Regions from separate parts of the Mus musculus genome. Here region 2 is linked to region 1. Evidence: chromatin contacts called from public HiChIP or PLAC-seq data. All regions are on one chromosome and are shown on one strand. Each heading gives the region's core, a stretch centred on a gene start, on an enhancer-like site or on the middle of the called end of the contact. The rest is flanking DNA. Distances are from core to core; before and after follow the strand shown.

The links. HiChIP or PLAC-seq counts read pairs in DNA pulled down with a chosen protein or histone mark.
Region 2: a contact with region 1 is called in an SMC1A HiChIP or PLAC-seq map of large pre-B cells, with 5 times the contacts expected there. The contact joins two enhancer-like sites. A contact is called at or near these places in 5 of 15 datasets of contacts at CTCF or cohesin (embryonic stem cells, large pre-B cells, pro-B cells and 1 more), 31 of 484 Hi-C or Micro-C datasets (the 63-12 cell line, B cells, differentiating embryonic stem cells and 8 more) and 3 of 115 datasets of contacts at active chromatin or transcription factors (embryonic stem cells and large pre-B cells).

Annotation. Positions count from the first base shown.
Region 1 is chr6:68,666,430-68,670,527 of GRCm38.p6, forward strand. It overlaps Igk. Among named protein-coding and RNA genes, the nearest start is that of Gm25833, 140 kb to the left of the region's middle. Within about 2 kb of position 2,257, at least 3 of the 459 cell types and tissues checked have an H3K27ac peak or open chromatin away from gene starts, as enhancers often do. A contact at or near this core is called in pro-B cells, where this site is marked.
Region 2 is chr6:68,924,906-68,929,003 of GRCm38.p6, forward strand. It overlaps Igk. Among named protein-coding and RNA genes, the nearest start is that of Gm25833, 390 kb to the left of the region's middle. Within about 2 kb of position 1,731, at least 9 of the 459 cell types and tissues checked have an H3K27ac peak or open chromatin away from gene starts, as enhancers often do. A contact at or near this core is called in pro-B cells, where this site is marked.

The sequences.
Region 1 (4,098 bases), core at 1,007-3,506:
ATTAATATATTAATATAATATATGCATATGATATATGATAATATGTGTGTAAGTATATGGAACAAGTGATAATATATACACACATATATACATGATTATGTGTTGATACATATACATGCATGTATATACATACATATATATATACACAAATACCATATATACATACACATATACACACTATATAGAGTGTGTATATGTGATAGAAAAGAGAGAGACAGAGATAGAGACACACACACAACACACACACACACACACACACACACAGAGAGAGAGAGAGAGAGAGAGAGAGAGAGAGAGAGAGAGAGAGAGAGAGAGAGAGAGAAATTCCTCAATTTATCAAATGGCAGCTTACCATGCACTGCAGGAAGATTCAATGAAACATTAAATGCCATTGATGCTATTAAGGATTATGAGAACTGTAGGCTTTCTCTGTGGTTAGGAGTGCCAGTCTGTTCTTTGCTGGGCAGTCTGTTTTAGCTTGTGACACACACATCACTGGATATTTATCAGTTGAGCTCTCCCTTAAATCACTGGCTGTTTCCCATTTTGTAATCTGCCAGGAGCCATCGAGGAGAAGCTAAAAACTAGCAGATGATCTTCCTGAGATTGTTCTACCATGGATTGTAAAGTTATTGATGTATTTGCTCCTCTCAGCAAGGCTGATGATATCACATTTTAGGAAAAATTCCTGATATTATTAGTAATATATATATATATGGATAGTGATGAATCAGAGGGAAAACTCAGAGGAGAAATCTGACTCAGAAAAGAAAGTAAAAAAATATCATAAACTTAACTAGCCTACCATGCCTCATTTAAATATAATTCATTCCACAATACCCTGCCACTAGGCTTCAGGTTTTAATTGCCTATGCCAGTAGATTTTAACCCTCAAAATGAGCAAGAAAGTTTTTAGGACTTTTTAAAAGTTATCAAAAAGCATTTAATGTTGTTAGAGAGCTACAATATCTGGCATTTAAAAACCATAAGTTTTTGAAGTTACACCTATGTCTTTCCATGTGTCTGGTTCAACCCATTCCAGGCTGGGAGGCCCCCACAGTAATCTATATTCTTTCAGAATCTTGTTATTCAGCTTTCTTTCTTTGAAAAGACACAGTTAATTCATTTTAAAGACAAGTATATTTACCTGCATGGATATGTAATAACGTGTATAAGTGGTATCCAAAGAGGTCTGAATAATACACAGATGCCCTAGAAGTAGAATTATAGATGGTTATAATCTACTCAGGTGAGTTCTGGGAATTAAACATAAGTTCTCAGCATGAGTAGATAAAGGTCTTAACAGCACAGTCATCTTTCTAGCTATTTCTAAATCTTTTCTACAATTTCCAGTGCTTTCTCCTTTTTCCTTCTAGGGTTAATTACTCCTGGTCATTAATAATGTCACACTTCAGAAACTCTCTCTCTCTCTCTCTCTCTCTCTCTCTCTCTCTCTCTCTCTCTCTCTGGTTCGTTTTTATGTTATTTTATTAGATATATTATTTATTTATATTTCAAATGTTATCCTGAAAGGTCCCTATATCGCCCCCCAGCCCTGTTCCCCTACCCACCCACTCCCACTTCTTGACCCTTGTGTTCCCCTGTACTGGGGCATATAAAGTTTGCAAGACCTAGGGGCCTCTCTTCCCAATGATGGCTGAGTAGGCCATCTTCTGCTACATATGCAGCTAGAGACACGAGCTCTGGGGGGTACTGGTTAGTTCACATTGTTGTTCCACCTATAGGGTTGCATACCCCTTTAGCTCCTTGGGTATTTTCTCTAGCTCCTCCATTGGGGGCCCTGTGTTCCATCCAATAGCTGACTGTGAGCATCCACTTCTGTATTTGCCAGGCTCTGGCATAGCCTCATAGGAGATAGCTATATCTGCCCCTGAAAATCCTCTTAACATATTTTGGCCCACTAACAATGTATATAAAATTGAAAATAATAGCACGTCTTTTGGTGCATACTTCTTTAGTTTTCAAGGGATCCTTGATCCCTTGCTATGGTGTTCTCATCGTTATATTAATTTTATTTTAATTAGCAAATCCTCTAGGCTATCAATCTTGGAATTTGTCAAGTAATTTTTCTTCATGTACTGCCAAACTTTCCTTCAGAAAGGGAAAGGGGACAGTTTCTGTGGAGAGCCGCAATAACATTTGCCGTCACAAGATGGCGCCAGATTCCGCTGTGCCAGCTCGGCCTTTGGAGACAAACTGTGCACATGTGCAGGAGTAATGCGGGCCAAAGTCACAAGCCCACCCCCAGGGCCTATGAGATCGTGGGTAAGCAACCAGTCAGGCATGGACACGCCACACCAGGGGGTATTTAAGCAGCGCCTTTCTGAGGCTTCTTTGTCTTCCTCATCAATATGCAATAAAGTTTGGCTGCAGAAGGATCCTTGTGTCCCTTGTGCGTTCTTGCTAGCGAGAACAATAGCTCGGGACAAGTTTCTTCTGTCTTATATACTATCACTCAAGTTTTGTTTTTTAATTCTAACCATTTTGCCAATGTTTACACGATTTATGTAAATGAAAAGAGACTACTGTTACATTGGTGCATAAGAGAATGATTTCCTCAAACAATTCCCTGACAATTTTGTTTATATGATTGTTGAAGGCATTTCTATAACAGATTGCTTCATAACATGAGACTTTTTATAAATAATTATTATTTTGATGAATGTAAGGTAACATAATAGGGATGTTTTGGTATATATAATTTGATAAGTATAATTTACCATATTAAAAACTAAAAGAAAAAAAGCTTACATAAACATCTCAGTAAATGTACTAAGTAAGATCTTTCGCAAAATTCCAACAATCTTTCATGATACAAGTCCTAGTGATATTACGAACACAACGGACATATGTCAACCCAATAAAGATAGATTTCAACAAGCTTAGAGCCAACATCAGGAGAAACTCAAAGGAATTCAACTAAAATCAGGAACAGGACAAGATTGTATTCTATCTCCAAGTCTATTTAATACAGTACTTGAAATGTTTTAGAGAGCAATAAGAGAACTTAAGAAGAACAAATATACAAATTGGACAGAAGTCTAAGTATCTTTACTAAGTATATATATATATATATATATATATATATATATATATATATATATATATATCTCCACTGGAAAAGAGAGTAAATAAAAACTTTCAGCAAAGTATCTGGCTACAAAATTTTATTACAACAGTTTTACCCCTATACACAAATGACTGAGAAAGAAATAAAGGAAACAACAGTGTTTAGAATAGCCTCAAATAATATAAAATATCTTGGGGTAACTTTAACCAAGGAAGTAAAAGAAATATAATGTAAAATTAAAAATCTTTTATACTTTAAAGAAAGAAATTCTTAATGATTTCCAAAGATAGAATGATCCCCTATCCTCTTGGATCAGTAGGACTAATATATTTAAAATGGAGATCCTACTAATATCAATCTGTAGATTCCATGACTTCTTTATCAAATTTCAATACAACTCTTTACAAATCTTTAAAAAAAAACCCTATCTTTAACTTCGTATAGAAACACACACACACACACACACACACACACACACACACACACACACCCCAGGATGCCTAAAATGATCTCTGATTATAAACTTACTTCTGGAAATAACATTATCTTGTACCACAGAGCTATAGTAATAAAAAGTAAAATATTCATGCAAAAACAAAAGTATTGATTATCGAAATAAAATTGAAGAACTAGAAAAAATTTACAGCAAGCACTTCCCAGCATCCTCTGCCAGGGTCTGACAAATACAGAGGCAGATACTTGCAACCAACCATTGGACTGAGTGTGGGGTCCTAAGTGGATGAGTTGGAGAAGGGACAGAGTAGCTCAGGAGGATTGCAGTCCCATGGAGGGTAACAACAGTGTCAACCAACCAGACACCTGTAGTTCCCAGCGACTGGACCACGAACCAAAGAGTACACATGAAGGGATTCATGGCTCCTATTGTGTGGGTGGCAGTGGATGGCCTTGTTGTATATCAGTGGAAGGAGCAGCCCTTGGTCCTGTTGGGGTTCAAGGCCCTAATGTAGGAGAATGCCAGGGAAGGATTTCCACATACTATTATATTT
Region 2 (4,098 bases), core at 481-2,980, 260 kb after region 1:
ATGAAACCTCAATCTCACTTGGAGAGAGAAGAAAGCAATCATAAGTGGGGAGGGAGGGAGGAACTTGGAAGGGAAAGAGGATGGGGGTGGGGGAACCTGATCTGTTATTGGGTGAGGAAAAACAACTGAAGCCCTGAGGGCCTGCAGAAAGAATGTAAACAGGCAACCTCAGCAAATAGAAGATTGGGGGGACCACCCAGACTACACTAGAGATCTGTGAGCTGAGAGACTCCCAGGTCTCACAGGGAGGGACCTTTGATGAAATGCTTAACAGTAGGGAGAGGAAACCTATAAAGCCTACCTCAGCAGAAAGACAGGACATCAAGTGAATTCCTTTGTAGATAAATATAAATACTTATCCCAAATTTTATTGAGAATAATAATCATAAACTAGCAAGAGAAAACTTATTTTGAACTTTGGTTTTGTATTTACATATGTATATGTCTGTATGCCATGTGTATATTCCAGTGTCTAGACAAAAGTGTAGAATCTCCTGAACTGCAGGCATTGCAGTACCTTGAGTGTCACCAAGTGTGAATGCTGAGGGCCACCCTTAGTTCTTCTGCATGAACTGCTAGTTCTCTTTAATCTCTAATCATCATTCACTTCAGTCTTAATAACTCTGTCTGGATGAATAATGAGTTTATCCTTGTTATTTACATAGCAATGATGCAGTATAGTCCTAAATTTGGAGAAATGCCTCAGATTCTTCCTACTAGTCTTCTATTCTATAGAGTTGTGAGCTCATAACAGAAGTCATACAAATATTGACCTAGAATGCTACCTAATACTGAAACAGTAAAAGTACTAACAGGATCAAATAACCTGAGATACAAATCAAACCAGACTCATGGGAAGTTACACAATTGTGTTGTCTCAATCCTATCTCTTTTCAGACATTCTTCTGGTTTTGTAGCAAGTTACCATACCATGTGAATGATTCTTCTATTGTTTTTTTTTTGTTATTTTTGTTTATTTTTGGGTAGGGGGGTTGGTCTATCATGTACATCTATACATGTTGATTTGCAATGAGGTACAGCTTCTCTAGCTAGGGTTTGAGACAAATCTCACAGCAACACAAATGAAGCCAAGAGTATCACTAAAAACTGAGATTTTCTAATATGTCTTGGTACATGTTCTGAATAAGAACCTTTGCTTAATAAATGTGATGAATCTTTTCTTTTGATTGTTGTGTTTTGTACCCACTATCGACAGTCAAGGTAACAGAACACTAGATTAAAGCTTTGCTTATTTTCATATCTATAATATCAGAAATATGCTATGTAACTTATATGGTGTGAGTGTATGTGTGTGTGTGTGTGTGCATGGATTTTGTCTACTTCTGTGTGTGCACATTGTTTGTGTGTGTTTGTGTGTGTTTGTGTGTGTGTGTGTGTGTGTGTGTGTGTGTGTGTGTGTGTGTGTGTGTGTGTGAAATATATATTTAAAGGAAAGGAATTATAGGAGAAGAATTGGTTTTCCCTGGATAAAGAACTTCTCAGGACATTGATAGGATAGAATTTTCTGTTATACTTCAGGCATCTTCTACGAGAGGGAACCACAAGAAGTCCTTTTCCCCTTTTTTTAGTCTCCTGTGAGGTAAAGAGGAACAAAGAACACAAATTTGAAATAAAGAGATTTTGTTGTTTGAAGAGGTCTATTCTACTGAAGGAATCTATTGGCCCTCTGGGATTGCAACAGTATTAACTGTAAGAATACAGTGTACCCTAAGGGCCACTATGCAAAACACACTATGTTAGAACTGAAAGTATGTGGTTATTAAGAAGACAACGTCTGTTTCTATTCTTCTTAACTATATCATTAGATGTGATAAATTGCACTTTCTGTGGTGCACATGACAAAATAGTTTATAATTGGAAATGAATGAATTCTAGGATCATTGTAGTGAAAAAAACTTAGAGACACAAGATCACAATAATGAGAATCGTGTTTAAGGAAGTCTGAAGAATAAAAGTCACAAACAGAAACCCTGAGACTTTATCCATCCTTTGGATAAATGAAGAAGAGTAAAAGGAATAATTTTGTTTGTCATAGTCACACTTGAACACAAATGTAGCTTTTATTAAGTATTGTAAGTTGCAGAGTGCAGACTGGAGGAGATCATATATAACGCAAAGCTTTTCTTTTAAAAAAATGTTGTATATCCAAATAGTTTTTGCATCAAAGATCATTCAGAGCCAGTTACAAACTGGTATATGCTGCCAATGTTCCACATCCTAAAGCATAACTTCCACCATACTTTTTCCTTTTAGCTAAATATTCCATTGAGTTTCATTTTTAAATCTGTTTTTCCTTAATCTCACTCCCTCCTTTTAATTTTTACAATATGTAATTTTGGTCTACAACGAATGAAATGTCTGGTGAACAGTATTCACAAGTAAATGAGTATTTGTACTGACATTTTATAACCCTAAACTCGTCATTGCATTGTAAAACTTTGTCCTTCATGGTACTTTATTGGGCCCCAAAGAATATATTATAGGTATCACTTTTTTTCTCTCTCTGGATGGGATGTGATCTCTTTTTCTAAGTGCCCGGCATGGTATTATCCACAGTACTGCAATTTAAAAAAATTGAAAAAGATGCTGAAATATAAGACAACAAAATTTTATATACTCAGCTTCTAACTTTGTGAGCTAAGTAAATCTCTTCTGTTACTAATGTGCATAACATCAGTCATTACTCTACAACCAAAAGAGAAATTTATACACAGATATAGGTCCAAAAGATATGCTGAGAAAGCATTAATTCTGTTCTTCTTATAAGTAGGATTACAGAAATCCCAGTAATATAAATAAAATAATATCAATGTCATATCCATATTCTAGTATGATTTTCTCTTCAAGGATTCAACCAATTCCTAATACAATCATAGAAGAGAACTTCTATCCAACACATAATCATTTAGGGAGAAACCAGAAGTCATAACAATGATAGTCTGTGCCTCTTTAGATATTAGGGCCCTCTTAGAATATGCTTTTGAAATGGATAAATCATTATCTTTTTAAAGAATTTGTAGTCTCTTAAACTAAATAATGCAAACTTAATATATCACATGGCATCATCTGAGAACATGTTGAGGAACTGGTGGACATACAATTCAGGCTTTACTATATGTTTTACAGCAATGACTTTTTACTATATCACTGCAAACAAACATGGTAATAGCACTGAGGCATCAACATATTTTCCGTTTATTCTTCCCATTGGTTCTGAACTGGGTTAATTGGCCTAAACTGAATTTTATACCCAGATGAGTATTTCAAACTTCCCATGTGATATGTACCAGACCCTTCAGTCTCTTTCCAATCAGAGTGTAATGATCTTGTCATTGTAAAGCTTCCTACCAGTTACTTAACAGATATCCTCCTCTTGACTTGTATGATCTTCTTTTTTTTATTATTACTTATTTTCCTCAATTACATTTCCAATGCTATTCCAAAAGTCCCCCACACCCCCCCACTCCCCTACCCACCCATTCCCATTTTTTGGCCCTGGTGTTCCCCTGTACTGGGGCATATAAAGTTTGCCTCTCCAATGGGCCTCTCTTTCCAGTGATGGTCGACTAGGCCATCTTTTGATACATAAGCAGCTAGAGTCAAGAGCTCCAGGGTACTGGTTAGTTCATAATGTTCCACCTACAGGGTTGCAGATCTCTTTAGCTCCTTGGATACTTTCTCTAGCTCCTCCATTGGGGGCCCTGTGATTCATCCAACAGTTGACTGTGAGCATCCACTTCTGTGTTTGCTAGGCCCCGGCCTAGTCTCACAAGAGACAGCTATATCACGATCTTTGCAACAAATGCTTGCTAGCGTATGCAATGGTGCCATCGTTTGGAGGCTAATTATGGAATGGATCCCTGGATATGGCAGTCTCTAGATGGTCCATCCTTTTGTCTCAGCTCCAAACTTTGTCTCTGTAACTCCTTCCATAGGTGATTGTTTCCAATTCTAAGAAGGGGCAAAGTGTCCACACTTTGGTCTTCGTTCTTCCTCAGTTTCATGTGTTTTGCTAATTGTACCTTATATCTCGCTATACTAAGTTTCTGGGCTAATATCCACTTATCAGTGAGTAGA